2 separate regions of the Danio rerio genome follow, and region 1 is linked to region 2. The links are chromatin contacts, called in public Hi-C maps. All regions are on one chromosome and are shown on one strand. The core of a region is the stretch at or near the end of the contact, and the rest is flanking DNA. Distances in the headings are between cores, read along the strand shown. Region 1 holds the start of leo1 (LEO1 homolog, Paf1/RNA polymerase II complex component). Region 2 holds the start of mapk6 (mitogen-activated protein kinase 6).

What was found. Hi-C and Micro-C count contacts between places; a contact is called where the count stands out from the background.
Region 1: a Hi-C map of hematopoietic stem cells shows a contact between it and region 2, with 2.0 times the contacts expected there. The contact joins the promoter of leo1 here to the promoter of mapk6 in region 2. A contact is called at or near these places in 1 of 18 Hi-C or Micro-C datasets (hematopoietic stem cells) and 2 of 4 datasets of contacts at active chromatin or transcription factors (caudal fin and embryo).

Annotation. Positions count from the first base shown.
Region 1 is chr18:42,261,372-42,265,709 of GRCz12tu, forward strand. It overlaps leo1 (LEO1 homolog, Paf1/RNA polymerase II complex component), which reads right to left and starts at 1,251. Exons shown (of 11, transcript NM_207067.1): 1 at 1,192-1,251. The coding sequence starts at 1,249.
Region 2 is chr18:42,125,821-42,130,249 of GRCz12tu, forward strand. It overlaps mapk6 (mitogen-activated protein kinase 6), which reads right to left and starts at 2,201. Exons shown (of 5, transcript NM_001045552.1): 1 at 1,647-2,201. The coding sequence starts at 2,201.

The sequences.
Region 1 (4,338 bases), core at 1-2,500, 130 kb after region 2:
CTTTCGGTCATGACCCAAAGCTCATGACTATAGGTGAGAGTAGGAACGTAGATTGACTGGTAAATTGAAAGGTTTGCCTTTTGGCTCAGCTCCTTCTTCACCACAACAGACTGGTAGATCGAAAGCATTACTGCTGCCGCTGCACCAATCCGCCTGTCCATCTCACACTCCATCCTTCCCTCACTCGTGAACTCCTCCACCTGGGGTAACGACTTTCCTTCAACCTGGAGATGGCAAACCACCTTATGTTGGTGGAGCACCATGGCCTCGGACTTGGAGATGCTGATTCACATCAGCAGACCACTTAATTTTAAATTAATCTTAACAGTCCGACACTTCAAACACTGATCTGAATCAGTTCATTTTCATTCCTGTGAATATGATTTAGCTACAACTACCGCACCACAATCTCTTAAAAAAAAAAACAACTCACTAAAATGACATTTGAAATTAGAACAGGAAACAATAAATACCTTATTTGTTTTTACTTCATATTTGTCACAAACAGTAATAAATAAATAAATAAAACTAAAATAAATAATAATTTTATATATATATATATATATATATATATATATATATATATATATATATATATATATATATATATATATTAAAAAAGTATCTACATTATAATAGTAAGAATAGATTATGTTACATATGTGTGAGTTAAATCACTGATAGTTAATGATTTATTTGATTACTTATTTATATATTTTCTGCCATTGGTAGAACTGTATGTCTTTAAATAAGAAACCATATGTTTATCAAATATCAGTTTTAACAATAAATGTTGTTAATGTTTGTTAAAACGTGATATTAATAATACAATAACGTTACAACGCAAGGTAACATTAGATCTATGACGTTACATTAAATAAAAAATAATAATTACACGAACGTATCTAGACTACAACGTAGCAATTTTATAATAGACACTGTAATAATTATTGCTACTGCTGTACGTTACAGTAACAAATACTGATTATCTGGAGTGATAACTTTCCATACCAACGTTAATCTGGTAACGTTAAGAACTAACGTATTTACCAGATGTGATGGCATTGCTAAAGGCCGACAGTTACATCTAACGTTCACGATTAAACGCAAAACGAACAACCTATTCATAGAAACATACTAAAAACACACAAAAGTAAAGCTTTTCTAATGCCAAGTGTTATATGAATGTACCTCGTTGCTCATTGTCGCTATCGCCATCGCTCCCGAACAGTTCGTCCATATCCGCCATTTTCACCGGCTGTAAAAATATGATAAACATCCGGGTGAAGGCTTTTAAAACTTTACAAAATAAAAGCCATTGTAGTTTTTTTATATACAAAAATTTATAAAGTAAAAGCCCTTGAAATATATATATTTTTTTTTAAAATAGACCCTTAAATGTGACTCATGATTTTGAGATCCATTTTTACACTGATGACAGAGAGACTAAAGACTGAAAGACAAAGGTATATTACAAAAACTGACAATAATTTACTGATCCCCAAGAAGGAAAAGCAAAGTATACTGTATCCAGGAGGTGTACTGTACACCGTTTGTATTGGATGACTGAGGTTAAACTGTAGCCTACTTATTTTGTCTTTTCCAAAACAAATATTTCTGCTGGGCAATACTGAAAAAGCATTATATGCAACAAGAAAGGCACATATCATTATCATTCATTCAATCATATTCTTTTCGGCTTAGTCCCTTTATTAATCTGGGGTTGCCACAGCGGAATGAACCTTCCAGCGACAACCCATCTCTGGGAAACATCCATACACACTCATTCACACACACATACACTAAGGACAGTTTAGCTTATTTAATTCACCTATACCCCATGTCTTTGGACTGTAAGGAAAACCGGAGCACCTAGAGGAAACCCACGCGAACACGGAGAACATGCAAACTCCACACAGAAACGCCAACTGACCCAGGCAAAGCTCGATCCAGAGACCTTCTTGCTGTTAGGCGCTACCCACTGCGCCACCGTGCGGCCTACAAAGTATAAATCTTAGAGCTGTATTTAATTGATTAGTCCAAGTCTCTGGATTTGTGGTAACTTACAGGTTTAATAATGTAATCCTGAAAGTATTTTGGCTGTTTCAATTTTTGTACAGTTGAAGGACTTGAGGTTTCAGCTCGTAGGGGGAACAGATGGGCGCAGGTTTTCCTTGAGAGGGATTGGCAGGCACAAGTGATCCCTGTGTGAATTCAGTGGGTACAGGTACAATATTTCCTGTGGGCATGAAAGCTCAGGTTTTGGTTGAGAACAGGTGGTCACAGGTACTCCCTGGGAGGATTTTGGAGAAGACATGATTCTCCTTCTGTCAGAAGTGACAGAAGAACAGCCACACCTCCCCTTGTCTTCTTTGGCTGCTGGTGTGCAGCTGAAGCTTTTAAGGCTTCTGCATTATAGAAAGCCAAACAAGTGAAACTATAGGCATAGGGGAAAACTTGTGGAAGTTGAGTTTTCTTTCTAGAAAGAAAAACACATCACTTGCTTTTTAGACAAGACTCACTGAAACAACATCCACCACTTTGACACTTCCTCTTCAATGTTGAGGTGATAAGCAGTTCTCTTAGAGATAAACCAGCAGCCATTGATGTTCCCTGTGAGAATAAAATGGGCATGGGTTCTCTTTGCGGAGGAACAAGTACTTCCTGTTAAAAACTGGCAGGTTTGGGCCAATTTTGATGATTGACAGTTGTTCATCCATGATCAGTATAATTATTTGAAGTTGTGTTTTGTCTACTTAATACTCTATGGTAAAAAGAGGAAAGAGATTATCTAAGCAAAGTTTAACAGTATATTTCCTTTGCTTGTACACCACTCCTGATCACATGACAGACTAATTACTACTGTTGAAGGTTGCTGATTCGAGTCTTGGCTGGGTCAGTTGGCATTTCTGTGTGGAGTTTGCATGTTCTCCTCTGGGTGCTCTGGTTTCCACCACAGTCCAAAGACATGCGCTATAGGTGAATTAAATAAACTAAATTGGTTGTAGTGTATGTGTTTAAATGAGTGTGTATGGAAGTTTCCCAGTGCTGGGTGTCACCGGATGTCAAGGGAGCGAAGACAAGAGGTTGGATCCAAATGCAATTTTTAATGAAAAAGATTATTCGTGCAGGCAAAAACAAATTGGGTCAAAAAACAAGAACTCAGGTATCATGAAGGGCATCAAAAATGCAAAAACAAAGCAATGATCAAAGTACAAAAAGTTACAAAACAATCATCAAAACATAACTAGAAAAACTAAACATGACGACACTCACTGAAACCATACAGGTACTGACAAACAAAGATTCCGCATAGACTGGTGTGTGCAATGTGTATAAATAGTCCAAACAATTGATGATGACGATATTCAGCTGTGTGTGATTAATGGTGACTGGTTTGTGCAAAGGCATGCTGGGATATGTAGTTCATGAATGACATGTGTAGTATGCCAGCGATCTTTCAGGAACAGATTGCTGGTTATGTGACAGCTGGGTTGCAGCTGGAAGGACAGTTAAAACATATGCTGTATAAGTTGGCGGTTCATTCCGCTGTGGCGGCCCTGATGAATACAGGGCTAAGCCAAAGGAAAATTAATGCATGAATGACTCCTACAGACAAAACCGCCAAATGGCCATGGACGTAAAACTTAAACAAGATTTTTTTTGCCTTAAAATTATGAATATGCATTGGTGTGTGAATGTGATGTAAAAATATTGTAATACAGTACTATCATATTTTGTACATTTATATTTATTGTAAATTAGGGTGCTTTTTTTGTGACTCATGCATTCTGTTGAAAATGTCTTTTGTGTTCAAGGTTAACATATTCTGAGTTACTCCCAAGAGCAGTTTTGGAATTGGCGTTTACCTTGAGTAAACAGGTTTGGGGTAATCAATCTAAAGTTCTCGATTAATGTGATGGTAAGTTGCTTTCTGCAATACTGCCTTGGTTCTGTTTAAAATCCCTAAAATATAGCACATTTTAACGTCACTTGGTGAAGGGTTTGTTAGCTCTTTATATGACAAGCCATTAGCATTACATCATGTTATCACTTAACAAAGACTATCAGTGCCAGGGACTTTTCAACAATGTGAAGGGAAATGATGTCAGACACTGGAGAAACAGAATTTGCTTCTGAAACTCATCTGTTTATCAGCTTATACTCAAACCTAGTGTCTGAACATTGAGCACTCAAAAGCAGAACATGTTACACATACATAGTTCACTCAACAAATAAAATTACATTATATGCCCGTTACCACTGAGTGGGACAGTATGGTACGGGTCGGTACGGGTCACCTTTATCAGGCTTGCATTTCCACTGCCCCTTTGGAAC
Region 2 (4,429 bases), core at 951-3,450:
CTTATATCATGAAGATGATCTTGTTTTCTCTTGAACTAAAATGTATTTGCTTGTTAATTATGTTTTATGAAAAAATACTATGATGAATACTATAGTGTTCGGAAGCATACTATAATGACTTGTATTAAACTGTTGTAGTAATTATTGTTGCTGTGGTACAACACAACTGTATTAATAAATTATTCAATAGGCTTCAGTTATCTACGCTATAATCACAATGCACCACAGTTTATACTGACGTTACAGTTTATCAGTTTACTATGCTACACTATTACTATAGTTTCTCAACATGCAGATATCTTGCAGACATCACAAAATAACAGATGAAAGCATACAAAAGCGTAAATGCATAGTCTACAATATATATTTATTAGAGGGGGAAAAAAGTGCTTAAAATTAAAAAAAATTTAGAGTTTTGTTACAAGACAAAGGCATTTCTTTTTTGTTCTGTCGATAAATTTACAATTAATAAACATTCACCACTGCTGCGCATCTCGATGATAGCATTAAGATTGTAAATTCTGATGAAACGCCAGCAAAGACATGGATTATTGCAATAGAAGATGGAAATTTCATTGCTATTACATGGCAGGGTACGTATATTCTCCTGGATTTTGTACAAGTGGGGTGGTGTTTGCATTTAATTTATATACAACATAACATGTATACACATAGCTAGGCCTGCTTATAATCTTTATTGAAGCTGTCAAATGAATTATCGTGCTTAAAAAAAAAAGTCTGTACACATGGATGTATTAAAAAAATGTTTATAACATGCCGCATTTTCTTCTGTTTTTTTAACCAGTTTGTTTACTTTCTCCGCTTTATGAGTTAAAACTTTTGGCAGTCTATAAAAGCTGTTCGCCATTTCTTATTTTGGCTGATTTAAACTATTATAAGGAACATAAAACAAATAATTTGATGTTCTGATAGCGATTACGTAAAAGTATCACTTCATGCACTCCTTCTGAATTTTGCGCGTTATCAATAACGTCACGTCAAAACAACCTATGTTCCAAAATATTCCACTCTGGCTCAATTCACTTTATCCTGCATTGCGGAAGTACGTTCTTTTCTGTGATTGTTTTAGGACTTCTGGTTAATTTGCCAATGGAGGAAACGACTAGGAATGACAAAGGACAGAAACCGGTCGTACAACTTGCTGAAAATCCCAGCGTGCTTATTATGATTATAAATAAAAAAAAATATATTAAGAAAAAATACCAGTTTGCAACATCAAACAGCAATTTTTATGGCTAAAAATCAATGGACGCGAATGAGATCGGAAGTCTTTAGCCAATGAGGTTCTAATGGCTGCACCCGCTCTCATGTAAAAGAAGAAGGTCAATAAAGGGACAGCTGTGCAATTTTGTCATAATATTTTTCCATCAGCTTCCTTTTAAAACACAACCGGATGTACAGCAACCACACAGAAAGCTAACATACAGGAAAGGGCGTCACAAACAGGAAGTCGGAGGTGCCAATTCAAGGACTGTTTACTTCCTGCGATACAAGGAATCAGTGAATGAAATGAAATCTCATTCATGTCTCAGCCAAACAAGACGCCATCTGGATGGTTGTCAGTACGATGAAACAGAACATTGAAGGTGCAAAATCTTAGCAAGTGAAAGCAAAAGAATAAATACCTTATGGGAATAGTGGGGGTCCATGATCCGGGCGAGTCCAAAGTCTCCAATTTTTAGAACCAAGTCCTCAGTGTTGACAAAGAGGTTGGCAGGCTTCAGGTCACGATGAAGCACGTTTGCAGAGTGGATGTATTTGAGTCCCCGGAGCAGTTGGTACATGAACAGCCGTGCGTGATCCTCAGACAACAAGCCCTGTTCCAGTACTTTACAGAGGTCAGTTTCCATGTACTCCTGGACGATGTACACTGAATTGACCTCTGTCAGAGAGCTCACGTCCTCCGTGAGCCTCCGGCCACTGGGCCCCAGAGTTTCGAACACCTTCACGATGTTGTCATGATCAAGCCTGCGGATGATTTTGATTTCACGCAGCGCATGTTTGACACTCTGTGGGTCAGTCAAGACAATCTTTTTAACAGCAACCCTCTTGTCACAATCGGTATCAACAGCGGAAAACACCAAGCCGTTGCCCCCGTAGCCAAGTGGCTTCAGGTCCATGTAGCGAGGCCCCAGATCGAAGCCATGAATGTTCATAAGGCTTTCAAATTTCTCTGCCATTCTGTGATCTAGAAGAGCAGCTCTGTGCAGATATTATAGCAGGAAGTGTTTCTGATTTTAACTGATATGCAGCCAATTTGGAGTTTCTAGAAAAAGTTGACTCAAACTACACTCAAGCCTAGTAAGACTTGAGTGTTTTCCCCTGACCTACTGTTACAGCGTATACTGAGAGATAGGAACTGATAAGGATATGTTGCCAGGATATGTGGTCATCATCCACAACACTTCCAGCAGCTTTTTCAAGACTAATGGGAACTTAACTTAAAATGGAAATTTGATTTGTTTCAATGTTTAATAGGGCGTAACGGAATGAATTTGGAGGCCAATCAAATCTCTCTGAACGAAACTGAAATAACTGAAGTCTCTACAAATAAAACCATTGTCACAGTGCAGAAATTTTCAGTGTACGACTGGCCCTGAGCAGCAGCATTATTATTATTATTAACGGTCCTAGTAACTGGTGACAAATGTAATGTTTTTCCTTGTTCCTTTTTAAAATGCCTGATGATGGGAAATTGAAATGTTTGATGTTCTCAACAAGACACTTCCTTCTCAATGATCAGGCGGCTCCAGCTCACCGCAGTCGCAATCAAAACTATCCTCCATTTTACACCGGGATACCCTGCAAAACGGCACAAAAACAAAACAGATTAGGAGTGTAATATAGGCCAAAATAGCAAATCTAAATCTAAAGCAATAAATGTGCATTCTGAACGACACAAATAAAAGAGAATGGATTTGATCTGTTTTAAGCTCAAAAGGACACTGAATAGAGGGCAACAATCTAAGCTGAAAATACTAATTTTAAGGACCATGAGTGTTTAATGAAATGCAACACTTATTCAGTTCTGATCTTTTTGAATGAAACTGATTTAAAAGAAAAAAAAATCATACAAGGTTATGGCATCCCTCTTGAGCAATGTTTCCTGTGTGTGTTTGTGTGTGCTCATGTCGCCACTACACTTTCTGATGTCATGGGTTCCCGTTTCTCCACCTCATGACTGTAAAAAGCACCACAGTGATCATAACACACATGTAATGGATTAACACGGGACCCGGCCGGTCTGTGGAAACAAAGGTTGGTGATTCAGCCACGTTGCAGCAGTGTGTGAGGGAAATGATGGCTAACCGGCCGACCATTTTGTTAACTAAAAGAGGGAGCCAACAAACCTTAAACCAGTCCAGTAACGTTAGTGACATTAAATCAACACATATTAATCCTGTTTACACTATGAGAAAGTGAAAGCGTTTTAATTAATAAACATAAACCCATCATGTTGCTTAACGTTATATGGATTGACCAGTAAAACATGTTTAAATGCTTTTATTGACAAGGTTTACCAACTCATCTCAAACACAAAAAGTAAATATAACGTTACTACGATTATTTCTGAACAAATATATAAATAATTCATTAGGTATTAAAGCGGCTTGCTTAAAAACTTTGAAAAAAATGCAATAATGACGCAAACAATAACTTGGCGTTGTTGTACACACGCGGTTCGCTTTTGTTGCTGCTCTGTTAAAGTTTACAGTTGATCGGCTTGTTTATATGGTTTATTGGCCATTTTCGGTCCTCCATTTTACTACCGGCTACATGCTAAAGCTAAAACCAAACCGGCTCAGAGACGAAACATTGGCACAATTCAAAAACAACTAAACTGAATTAATTACCCAGTAAAAATATGAGTATCCGCGAATATACAAACTCTACAAAACGTTCGTAAGCATAAATCAAACATTGTTTCTAAGACAGCGGGAGAATTCACATATACACCAATTCGCCTTACAAAGGATTATTAAACAAGCTATTAGGAGTTAAATAATCTTCTTAAGTATTATAATGTCTCGTATATCAGTAAACAATGTATTATAACGATTTAACAGTCATTTCTTTATGCATTTACGGCGCTTCGACGCGTTACCTGAACAAAGAAGGTTATTGTGCCGAGGCTAGATTTCATCAAGCCGCCCATTTGCCGTTAAAATAAACCCTTTAACCCAGCAAAACGACCATATTTACGCTTTAGACACGCTTACATACAAAGCAAAGAAACAAGCCATGTACTCACTCTTCTCGCTGGTGTCATGTATATTTTATTCCTAACCGTTCCGGGCTAGGTTTGTGTGCGCTACCTGCGCGCTCTCCTTACAGACTGCTGTGTGTGTGAGTGAAGCTCTTATGTTGAAGATCAGTGTGAATAAGCGTTGCGACGCATGCGCATTAA